2 separate regions of the Xenopus tropicalis genome follow, and region 2 is linked to region 1. Evidence: chromatin contacts called from public Hi-C data. All regions are on one chromosome and are shown on one strand. The core of a region is the stretch at or near the end of the contact, and the rest is flanking DNA. Distances in the headings are between cores, read along the strand shown.

Evidence for each region. A called contact is a pair of places that touch in the nucleus more often than the background predicts.
Region 2: a Hi-C map of liver shows a contact between it and region 1, with 2.2 times the contacts expected there. The contact joins two enhancer-like sites. A contact is called at or near these places in 3 of 5 Hi-C or Micro-C datasets (brain, liver and neurula embryo).

Annotation. Positions count from the first base shown.
Region 1 is chr1:79,176,608-79,181,469 of UCB_Xtro_10.0, forward strand. All of the region lies in intron 3 of LOC116411451 (a long non-coding RNA gene), which reads right to left. It also overlaps a transcript of abcg2 not described here. Among named protein-coding and RNA genes, the nearest start is that of abcg2, 29 kb to the right of the region's middle. Within about 2 kb of position 2,779, at least 5 of the 11 cell types and tissues checked have an H3K27ac peak or open chromatin away from gene starts, as enhancers often do. A contact at or near this core is called in liver, where this site is marked.
Region 2 is chr1:79,211,588-79,216,998 of UCB_Xtro_10.0, forward strand. It overlaps abcg2 (ATP binding cassette subfamily G member 2 (Junior blood group)), which reads left to right. Exons shown (of 16, transcript NM_001045762.1): 2 at 1,361-1,569. The coding sequence starts at 1,373. Among named protein-coding and RNA genes, the nearest start is that of abcg2, 6.1 kb to the left of the region's middle. Within about 2 kb of position 3,619, at least 3 of the 11 cell types and tissues checked have an H3K27ac peak or open chromatin away from gene starts, as enhancers often do. A contact at or near this core is called in liver, where this site is marked.

The DNA of each region.
Region 1 (4,862 bases), core at 1,529-4,028:
GTCACCTCTGCTATCTGGCTCTCTGGCACAGATTGCTAACCAGAAGTATGTGCCTTGGAAGCCACAATCAGATCAGCTTCCATCGCTTATGGCCGTGTTTAGCAATGATTGCCATTTTAATCAAATAATTCAAATTTGTAAAACTGGTCACGCCAGTCCCCCCTGTCCCTCTTGCCTTACTTTCCCCCCAAGGTAAGGCAGACTCTGTGGCCCAGGCCCTCCTCGCAACCGCTGTGTCTGCTGTTAATATAGTTATGCCACTGTAAAAATTATTTTCTTTTTTCGCAGTAATAACAAAACACTACCTGTTACTTGATCCCAACTAAGATATGTACAATTCCTTACCGTGATAGGAGACTGAAGGCCCTTCTCATTAGAGCTTACAATCTAAGCATTGAATGAATATGTGATATGCAAAATATGCCATCTGCAAAATATCTGCCCCATTACATGTCAGGCAGCTCTGTCGTGAGTGAACCTTGTACTGTGCCATTATTAATAGGCAATCAAACAGAGGCACAAGGGATGGAACATGTCATGATCATATTCTGCTATTAAAATGACAGAGTTGGAGTTGATGTATTAAAGAGGACGCAAACCTGTCTTACAAATCTCTTGTTTGCAGCAACTTAGTGCTACAATGTAGGCATCCCATAGTTAACTAATGATAAACGAAGATTATTTAATAGTCTTACCAGTGCATCATCAGTCAACCAACAGGTGAATATGTACAGTTTAGGTATGGTGATATAAAAATTATGTTTGATGGGCTAGGCAACAAATCTAGCAGGGAGCTTGATGTGTCAGTGGAGAATCCTTTTACACTAAGGGGCATATTTATTATGCTGTGTAAAAAACGGAGAGAAAATTCCCATTCGCCAGGCTTCGCTGTGTAAAAATGGCGTAAAAATGGTGTAAAAACAGCGTAAAATCGGCGTAATTGTTTTACGCGTTTTTTCTTCCACCGGAACTTATGGAAAATAACAGCGTAATATCCGGTGTTCAGATGTCGATCTTTTCCATTTATTTTACACAGCTTTTTACTCCGTTTTTTCAGCGAATTAGTTTTACACAGCATAATAAATACGCTCTTAAGTGGGCTGTCTGATGCCAATTTTCAGGCTCAGGATGTGATTTCCATTAAATGTTTTCAGATTAAACCAATCCTTTAGTCTTGCAGTTTTTCTCATAACATTACAGATGAAAGATGGGAAAAAAAGATTCAGATCAGTGTATAATATCCAGTAAACCAAACAAAATCCTTGAGAAAAAAACCCTAAATGCTTTATTTGACCGACTCCTAATTTGAGCACAATTGTCCCAAAACTGGGGCTCAAAAAAGTTCAGTTTAATATGAGCTAAAATAATTAGTTCAGCGCCACAAAGTTACATAAAAATGGCTGCAGATTCAGCCAAAACTAACATTTCTTATTTAGGCCTGAGGTGAGGTTCTGCTGATTTTTTTAAAAAAAAATAGAAACAGATACAGAATCATGGATGCTGTTGCAGGGTTTTGTTTGTGTGGCAACAAGAGAAGCTTCATTTGATTTGTGCAGATTACACCCTGTGTCCAAAATCTAAAATCGAATTTGCGTCTGGAAGTTTTAACTGCTTCTACCATACTATGCTATACCTTCTCATGTTTTTTTTTACATATGCAAATCGATTATTGAAATTTCAAGTATAACATGCTATACCTCTCTCATCTATTTACATATGCAAATCAGTTGCAAACTAAATGAATTTGCTTTCCTCATGTTAAATATGCCGTATGTCAGTCAGTGCTGGCCCAAACTGTTTGTGCCCAAGGTGGGAGCCCATTTGACATCCCACCCCTCCTCAGTTTTCCCCATTTATCCCTCATACTCTGGTCTGCCTGCCACAAAATGACAGGCAGACCAGAAGAGGCACATGCCTAGCGCCCTACCACCATTGTCCCTAGGCACATGCAGAGCTGTCAACCTCTGAATAGCATAATATTTACAAAGACGCTTTATAAAAACCACAACTTTAGGTGAAACTACTGTGTAAAGTAAAGTTAAAATAACCAAATTATTTGTCTAAACCACTTCAAATGTACCAGTTTCCTAATGTACCCCCATATACAGTACCTTATATAAGTATGCCACTATTCAAAACTATAGCTCTGACATTCACACCTGCCTTATGATAAAAATGCTGTTACTATGCACTGGCCAATTATTATTGAAAAATATACTTTATTTTTTCAAATATTTTTCATGTTTTTCAAATATACTGTATATATTTATAAAAACACACATGCACAGGTGGAGTTAAATTGCTACTACAACAACAATAAAGCTTCTTACTCAGTGATGTTATAAGCAGGCTATGAATACGCCTGTGACAGTCCTGAATGGATAAATGGATAAAAATGTATTAACATTGTAGACAAACATCACCAGTCATATTGCTTATAGCATCCAATTAAATCTTTGCTTTTGTTTTCTAACTTGTAAGGTAGGTAGGAAGTCTAATTGCTGATTAGTTGCTATGGGCAACATCCCTGGTTATGTTTATCTCCATTGTTAATAAATTTGCCTCTAGCAGTGCCCAGGGAGACTCCATTAATTACTAAGTGGGCACACAGTCACTGACAATCATGTTACTTCAGGTGCCTGGGCACTCTGCACGAGTATAAACAGTAAGGTGGGCAATGGCGCTTCCGCCGCCTGATGCAGTCACCCCTGAATCTCTCACTAATATAGTTTTCATTGCATGCAGAACTGCTCCAGTTTATCCTTGTGCAATACTTCTCCTGTCTGCACGAGGGAGCTAAAGGCCAATATTTGATCCTGTTACAACCACGCATATAGAGATAAAAAGCAAGGTGTGTGTTTCTGCTGTGGTTAAGTGCAGATATATTTAACTTCCCAGTAATTTAAATTTATTAACCTATATCTTTATATATTTTTTTACTAAATTGTAAATGATCGCTCTGACTCATTTAAAAAAAAAGTATAGATAAAAATTGAGTGATAAATCAGCTCCAATCCTTGTGCAATACTTCTGCTGTCTGCATGAGGGAGCTAAAGGCCAATATTTGATCCTGTTACTACCACGCATATAGAGATAAAAAGCAAGGTGTGTGTTTCTGCTGTGGTTAAGGTACAGATACATTTAACTCCCCAGAAATATACATTTATTAACATATCTTCATATATTTTTTTTTTACTAAATTGTAAATGATCGCTCTGACTGGTTTGAAAAAATATAGATGATAAGTGAGTGATAAATCAGCCCCAATACTGATAATAACATAATTTTTGGAATATGAGACTATAAAACAACACTCTTTAAGATTAGGTTAGATTAGGACCCACAAACATACATCATTTGTATTTGCTATGTTTAAAAGGTGGGACCCTGGGATCTACTAAATTATAAATTCCTGAATAGCATTGTTCAAAATGATGCAAGGCATTAGGAAACTAAGCCTGAGGAGGTATAAAACTTCCATAGTATTACTGCTACACCCATCATACCCTATATATTACCAACAGCAAAAGGGGAAAAAGCTGACTTGATCTTAAATTTGTGCTCTTTACCTTTTCAAAATTTGCAACCTGGATGCAAAAAGATTCTCTGGTGAGAATTATCCCTACCAGACCTGCATCAGTCATCTCATTGTTTTCTGCTTGTAGAAGAGATATGGGATCTGTTATCTGGAATGCTTGGGACCTGGGGTTTATTGGATAATGTTTTATCTGTAATTCTGATTACCATACTTTATATCTACTGAAAAATATGTAAACATAAAATAAACTTACAATTATTGTTTTGCCGCCAATGTATATTTCTAAAGCTTAGTTACTATCAAGTACAAGGTACTGTTTTATTATTACAGAGAAAAGAGAACTCATTAAAAAAATATTATCTTGCTTAAAATCAACTATAGGAGGTGACCCATAGTAGAAAAAAAAATACAAATTTGTGTCAATAGAATAATAGCCATCAGAGTGTGCACTTTACATGGAAAATGTGCCCATGATTGGCCATACTTGGACAGATTTCAGGCAGTTCCTTCAGACCCGAATAGGCATATGAGGATATATTATATATATATATATATATATATATATACACATATACATATTACATCAAAGGAAAAAATACAGATTTTAGAATGTGCTGTTAAACATGTGTTTGCAGAGTTAATCAGCCTCTTCCACTTTTTATTGGAAGCAGGGCCCCTGTCCAGAAAAGCAATTATCCCTGCAGCTGATGCAGCCTGTGTATCACATGAAAGCATCATGTAGAGCAGGGGTGTCAAACTCAGTCACATAAGGGGGCCGAAATCTAAAACACATGCTAAGTCGCGGGCCAAATTTGTTATTAATATACTTAGTAAGATACTAAGGGGTATATTTATCACAATGTGTAAAAAGTGGAGTAAGACATTAACGGTGATGTTGCTCATAGCAGCCAATAGATGCTTTGCTACTGCTACATTACTGGTAATGCTTCACTCCACTTTTTACACAGCATGATAAATATACCCCTTAGTCTTAGTTACTATGTGAGTAAAATGGAAACTGATCAGACTGGATGGTCAGACACACTCACCAAGGGCCACATTAAACAGCCAGGTGGGCCGGATTTGGCCCTCGGGCCTTGTGTTTGACATGTATGATGTAAAGAGAGATTTTGGCAGCTCAGTGACAGCCTGCTGGTAGCTACTTCACTGAGCACCCTATCTGTTTAGCCAATGAAGTCATTTTGCAACTGACATTTATAGAAATTTTTTTACAAGGGAACATAAAGCTTCCCAAGCTTCTCCAAAGTTAGTATATACAATCCCCAACCTGGTATCATCTCTACAAGTATTAGGCATGAAAAGA
Region 2 (5,411 bases), core at 2,369-4,868, 36 kb after region 1:
TGAAAATTTTCTTCTGGTTTGCTGCTGCTGCTGCTGCAAAAAAAACAAACATATATAGACACCAATGTATTGTATAAATAATAAAAAAAAATTCGCAGATATTTTTGTGAAATGAAATGGGATAGATTTGCTCATCTTGCTACATGCAGAACACCTCTTATACTTCCTATTCACATACTTTGGTTCACGGCCAAATGAGTGGATCAGTCCTGTTTGGCCTTCCATGTGCATAGTAAAATCAGACCGTGACAATGCAGATTTGGGTGAAAAATGCTAACTTGCTAAACATTTCTCTACTGGCAGAGCATCTTCTTAGTGTGAGAGGGGAAGTGTTGAACTTGACAAACTTTTTTTTTTTTTTTGCAACCTACTGTAAATAATTTTTTAAAACTGTTCTGTATACTTATGCTTATACGTAGCAAAAACCACGAGCCCAAAAGCTTTAAAAAAACAAAAAAACACATGGGAAACTGGGAAAAAAAATCAGGTGTTTTTATCATCAGAAGAGGTACAGCCTCTGGGGGTGGAAAAAATATAGGCACCCCCAGTGATTGTAATCACTTACCTGATACCCCAGGCCAATGCTCTCGTTAGCAGAAAACCGCACCGGGGTACCTGCGACTGAGCGATCCTCTTCTTTCTCCTGTCTTCCTCCCACTTGCACAGCCAAACTTTAACAAAAAAGCCTAACATTTGGCAACCCCCCCCAAGTGATTGTACCTTTCCTTCTCCTTTAAATCAGGGAAGCAAGGTAGACTATACATTTGTATCTGCCCAGTAAAAACATTTATCAGTTGGTGAAACAGTAATCCACAAAATACTTTAAAGAGTTTCTCCGTCTAAAAGAAAATTTGTGATAATGTTTATATAAAATCTTCTTTTATTTGCGCTGGATGATGTCTAATTTCATAATGGTACAAATCAAGTGGTTCATTTAGAAAGATAGCAAACGATGGATTGACTTCAACTTGGTATATACTAGCAGAGTTTAGACAAAAATTTCTGCACCATGATTGGCTCTTGAAATACTTGAAGAATTATTTATTGTTGACAGCAGTGTAGTATCTTTTAAGTTTAGTCATTAGCTTTTAGCACAAAATATAGTAAATATTCTATAGTGTTGTGATTACAGACCTGATTTTGGCCTCTTTCAGTTTTGGATCAGTCTGTGGGCCTAAATTATCCCAAAGTGATTGTGTGCACGCTTTACAATACTTTACTGCAATCTTTGCTACATTAAGGGAATGTCACTAAGTGATTGCTTTAAAACAAAGCTGTGTTTTTTTTATTGCATTTTTGCTCAGTTGAGTAACTATAGAAGTGGACTGTTCCTTCTAAGATCACTCTGCTCTTTCTTCAGGACACTATCAATATGACACACGAGCTGCCCCAGACCGTTGTCCAGATATTGGATCCTACAGTGAATGGTGAAGTTAAGAAAAAAGGTCGTAAAAAAACACTTTCAGGAGCTGTCTTAAGCTTTTATAACATCAACTACAAAGTAAAGGTGAAAAGTGGATTAATCTGCTGCAGAAAAGTTACGGAGAGAGTAATACTGAATGATGTCAAGTGAGTTTGCATATTTTTTCTCTTTATTATTATGATGAGTTACTGTGGATAGCCGTGAAACAAGCTGTTGTACATCGCAGATGAGGAAATAAAGAGGAGCCCTAGCTCCTGTACATTTTTTGCTGTTTCAACTAAACGAACAGAACAATAGAAAGGTTGCCATACTGGTATTCATCCAGTTGGCCTGAAGGCTGATTAGTACCTACAATTATTTGCTAGTGTTTGGCCACCTTTAAACTGTTTGCTTTCCCTGTTTGTTTTTATCCAGTAGTAGAGGATTTATTTGTGTCTGTGCTTCCTATGCATGTATCGTTAAAGTCAGCATGTGGGTCTGAATATTTTATTACATTTTTGTAGATGAGTAGGGTTCATGTAATGCTAATACATTCATAGTTCTGTGTAATATTCACTAGAAAGACATTCCAATACATGGATTAAAATCTCTTTATCTTTATAAAGGTGTTCTTTGAAATGGATGCAAAGGAACAGCTGGTCTTTCCAGTTAAGGAATTCCATGCTGAACTGGAAGGATGCACTCCTCCCTTTCATTCCTTGCTTAGGTTAAGTCTGTAAGAAAGATAAAAGTACCCAGACTAGACAATGTGATGGAGTAAATGTATTATGTATGCACATGTGTATACTGCTGTTTATAAAGTTAAGAACATATAGTGCTTTATATATGCAAGAACTGATAAGTCAAATCAAAAGTAAATAGTATCTGTCGATATACATACATGTATTTGTGAATTATATCTGTCACTGAACAACCTAGACACCCCATTAATGTATTTGATAGAGGAAACCAGTGGTCTAATGTATGTAGTCCTATTTGGTAGAGTAGACCTTTCATAAACCTACATAAAAACCATACTGTTTGCTTGTTACTTTCATTTGGTTATAAAGGATTGTGTTTGTACACAACACCAGAAGGGTCGCTCAGCTTGTAAATGAGCCATAATAAACACTATTCAGACAACCCTTGGATCTGGTTTTAGTACATAACAATTACCCTTTAAGCATAAATATTGATTACAGGTGTCAGGGAATGCTGTGAGTTATAATGTCAAAGTTCTGTTTGGTATATCTATTAGGAACAATATGAAATACATTCATGGCATATTTTGTTCTACAAACACAAACATCTATAGAGGTGATTGCTGTATTATTTGGCATGGTGTAACCTGCCAGTGGTGCCAGTGCACCATTTCTATCTGGTGCATCAAGTGTATGAAAAACCAATTCCAGTGTTTAGCAGCCCTCAGAGCCATACTTGTAACAATCCCCAAATCAATAATCTATAATTATGCATAAGACCTGACTATCTGTATACTGCTTTTTTTTTCAGCACAAAAAAAAAACCAAAACATAATTTTGTCACAAAGCTAAAACCCTGTATTCATACATTGAATATTTAAAGTACCACCAATTCTTTAAGATGCATTAAGATCTCTTTATATTTATGATGATGTTCTTTGAAATTAATACACCCAGCAGCAAAGTAACAGCTGGTCTTTCCGGTTAAGGAAACCCATGCTGAACTGGAAGGATGCACTCCTCCCTTTTTTATTCATGCCAAGACTCAGACTATAAGAAAAACAAAAAATGCACGTGTATACTGCTATTTATAAAATACAAACAAATACTATAAAACTACACACAAATACAAAAGTGCTTTATATATGCAATATGGAATGATGAGCAAGAGTTGATAGAATGAATGAAAAGTAAATTGTATTTCTAAAATACTTAAATCTGTCAATAACCCACTTGCATACCAGTTAAGTTTGGAAGCAGACTCATTATTACAGCTAATTGCTGTATTTGACTATCTATAACTAGTGGTCTTCCTATGTGGAAAAGTAGACATTTCATAAACCTATACAAATATATTACTGTAATTGCTGATTGGGAAAATTATATCTTGCAGACTACATTATTTGCTGAAATTAGTATTTCTTTTTTTTGGTTTTTGAATGTATATTAAAAATTGGTACAGTTGGTAGTCCTCATCTACCCTGCAACTGCACAATCCAGTGCTTAGTGGTATTTAATAGCTGTGTCATGCTGAGATTTACTGTGTCATGTTATTGCAAATTTCACTGACTTGACTTCTCCATATTTATTTTTGGTTTCCGCCTATATGTTGAAATAAAGTCATATGAGGTGTTATTTAGCACAGCAGTTTTAGTAAAGGTACATTTTTAAATGCTTTTTTTTAGATGTTAAAAGGAGTAATCTTCTATAATTGTTAATTATGGAATATAAGAGCCTATTCTGCGAAATTAATTATATTTTTTTAAACATTCCTTCCTTAAAAAAAATACTGTTTTGTCAACTAAAATTTTGGGTTTGTAGTAAAGGTCTTTCTGATAATAGGTAATTTGCATTGGTGTCTATGAATATTGTCATTGCTTGTTGAGTACATACCCTGACAGGGAACACTGAGTAAAATTATTCCTGTAGTGGGGTTTAGTTAGCATCACAGACAATTACAGATGTCAGTCATTTTTGAAGACAAAGTTTTAAATTTAAAGTTAACAATATAATGTTCATTACTGGTTATTGTGCTTTATTGTTACTTTTGCAGAATGTTGTATAGTGGGGAGGTTTACCTTGTGGTCCTTCTGGTTTTGTTAAACTGCATCTGAGCATGTTGCCTAGTGAGCAGGCCTTGTATCATCTTTGCTAAATCCAGGTAGTTGACTGCAATTTCTAAGGTAGTTATCAAGTATAGATTACAGGTTTCTTAAAATACTGTATGGAGCCAGATCCAAAAATGAGTCCAATGCTGTTGGATCAAAAATACTTTAAATGCAGCGAAATTTCCTTCTACAATTATACTAAAATGTAAGAAACATATTTTAAAGGAATCATGTCATTTTACATCTAGAGTCGCTAAGCGGACTCTAGATATGAACTAAATTGCAGTGTTTGCCCTGACTGAAAATGAAATGTATGTCAACATGGTATCCGCAAATGTGGAAGTCAGAGAGTTCACAGCTACCTTTCATCTGCTAAGATTTGCTTGACTGTCATCTGACTAAATATGCATTGATGATGTTTATCATCCATGTAAATTATGAAATTAGACTATATCTGACCAGATGATTGACTGGATAACAGACAAGTCCACTTTTGCATGACCCTCTTAATTCTGATGTCTGAGGAGATTGATTTAAGAGCGAGTGGAGAGAGGAGAGTGATTTAACAGAATTTGGACAGGAATGTTCTGACACTGAATCCCTAGGGATACATTTAGGCCTTATCTTACTTAACCCTTCCGGTGAAAGTTTACAGCCAGTACAAAGTCATAGAGATGATTCTCAAAACATATATGCAAACATCTTCAGACCAAGTGGTTAGTTATTAATTATAATACTCACTATGTGAGAGGTGTCTGATTATAACTTAATGTCATGACCTCAAAATGACAAATAGCTATTCTCTTACTGTTGTATAATAGGGCGGGGATGTCAAGTAATGCTTGTATAACTCTTTTTCTTGGCACTTGTTTCCAGGGCCATGTATAATTTAACTCCATCCAATGCTACAAACTAGGAACTGATAGGCATGGAACTTGCTGGGGACTGCAAGAGCAGTGTTTATTTTAACCAGTTTAATAGACAATATACTGCACAATACAGATGAAAGCAAAAGTATGGGCACCCCTTGCCAGATAACACATTCAGTTGATTATTTTGTAAATAACAATAGCGAACAGTAGGGCCATCTACCCACAGATTTTCAACGATGCTTAGGTTACGTGACATCTTTCCACTTGTCCAGTGATAAAAACTGTTGTGCAAGGTCTCTGGTCCTGAATTACCTTAATCTCTGTCCCT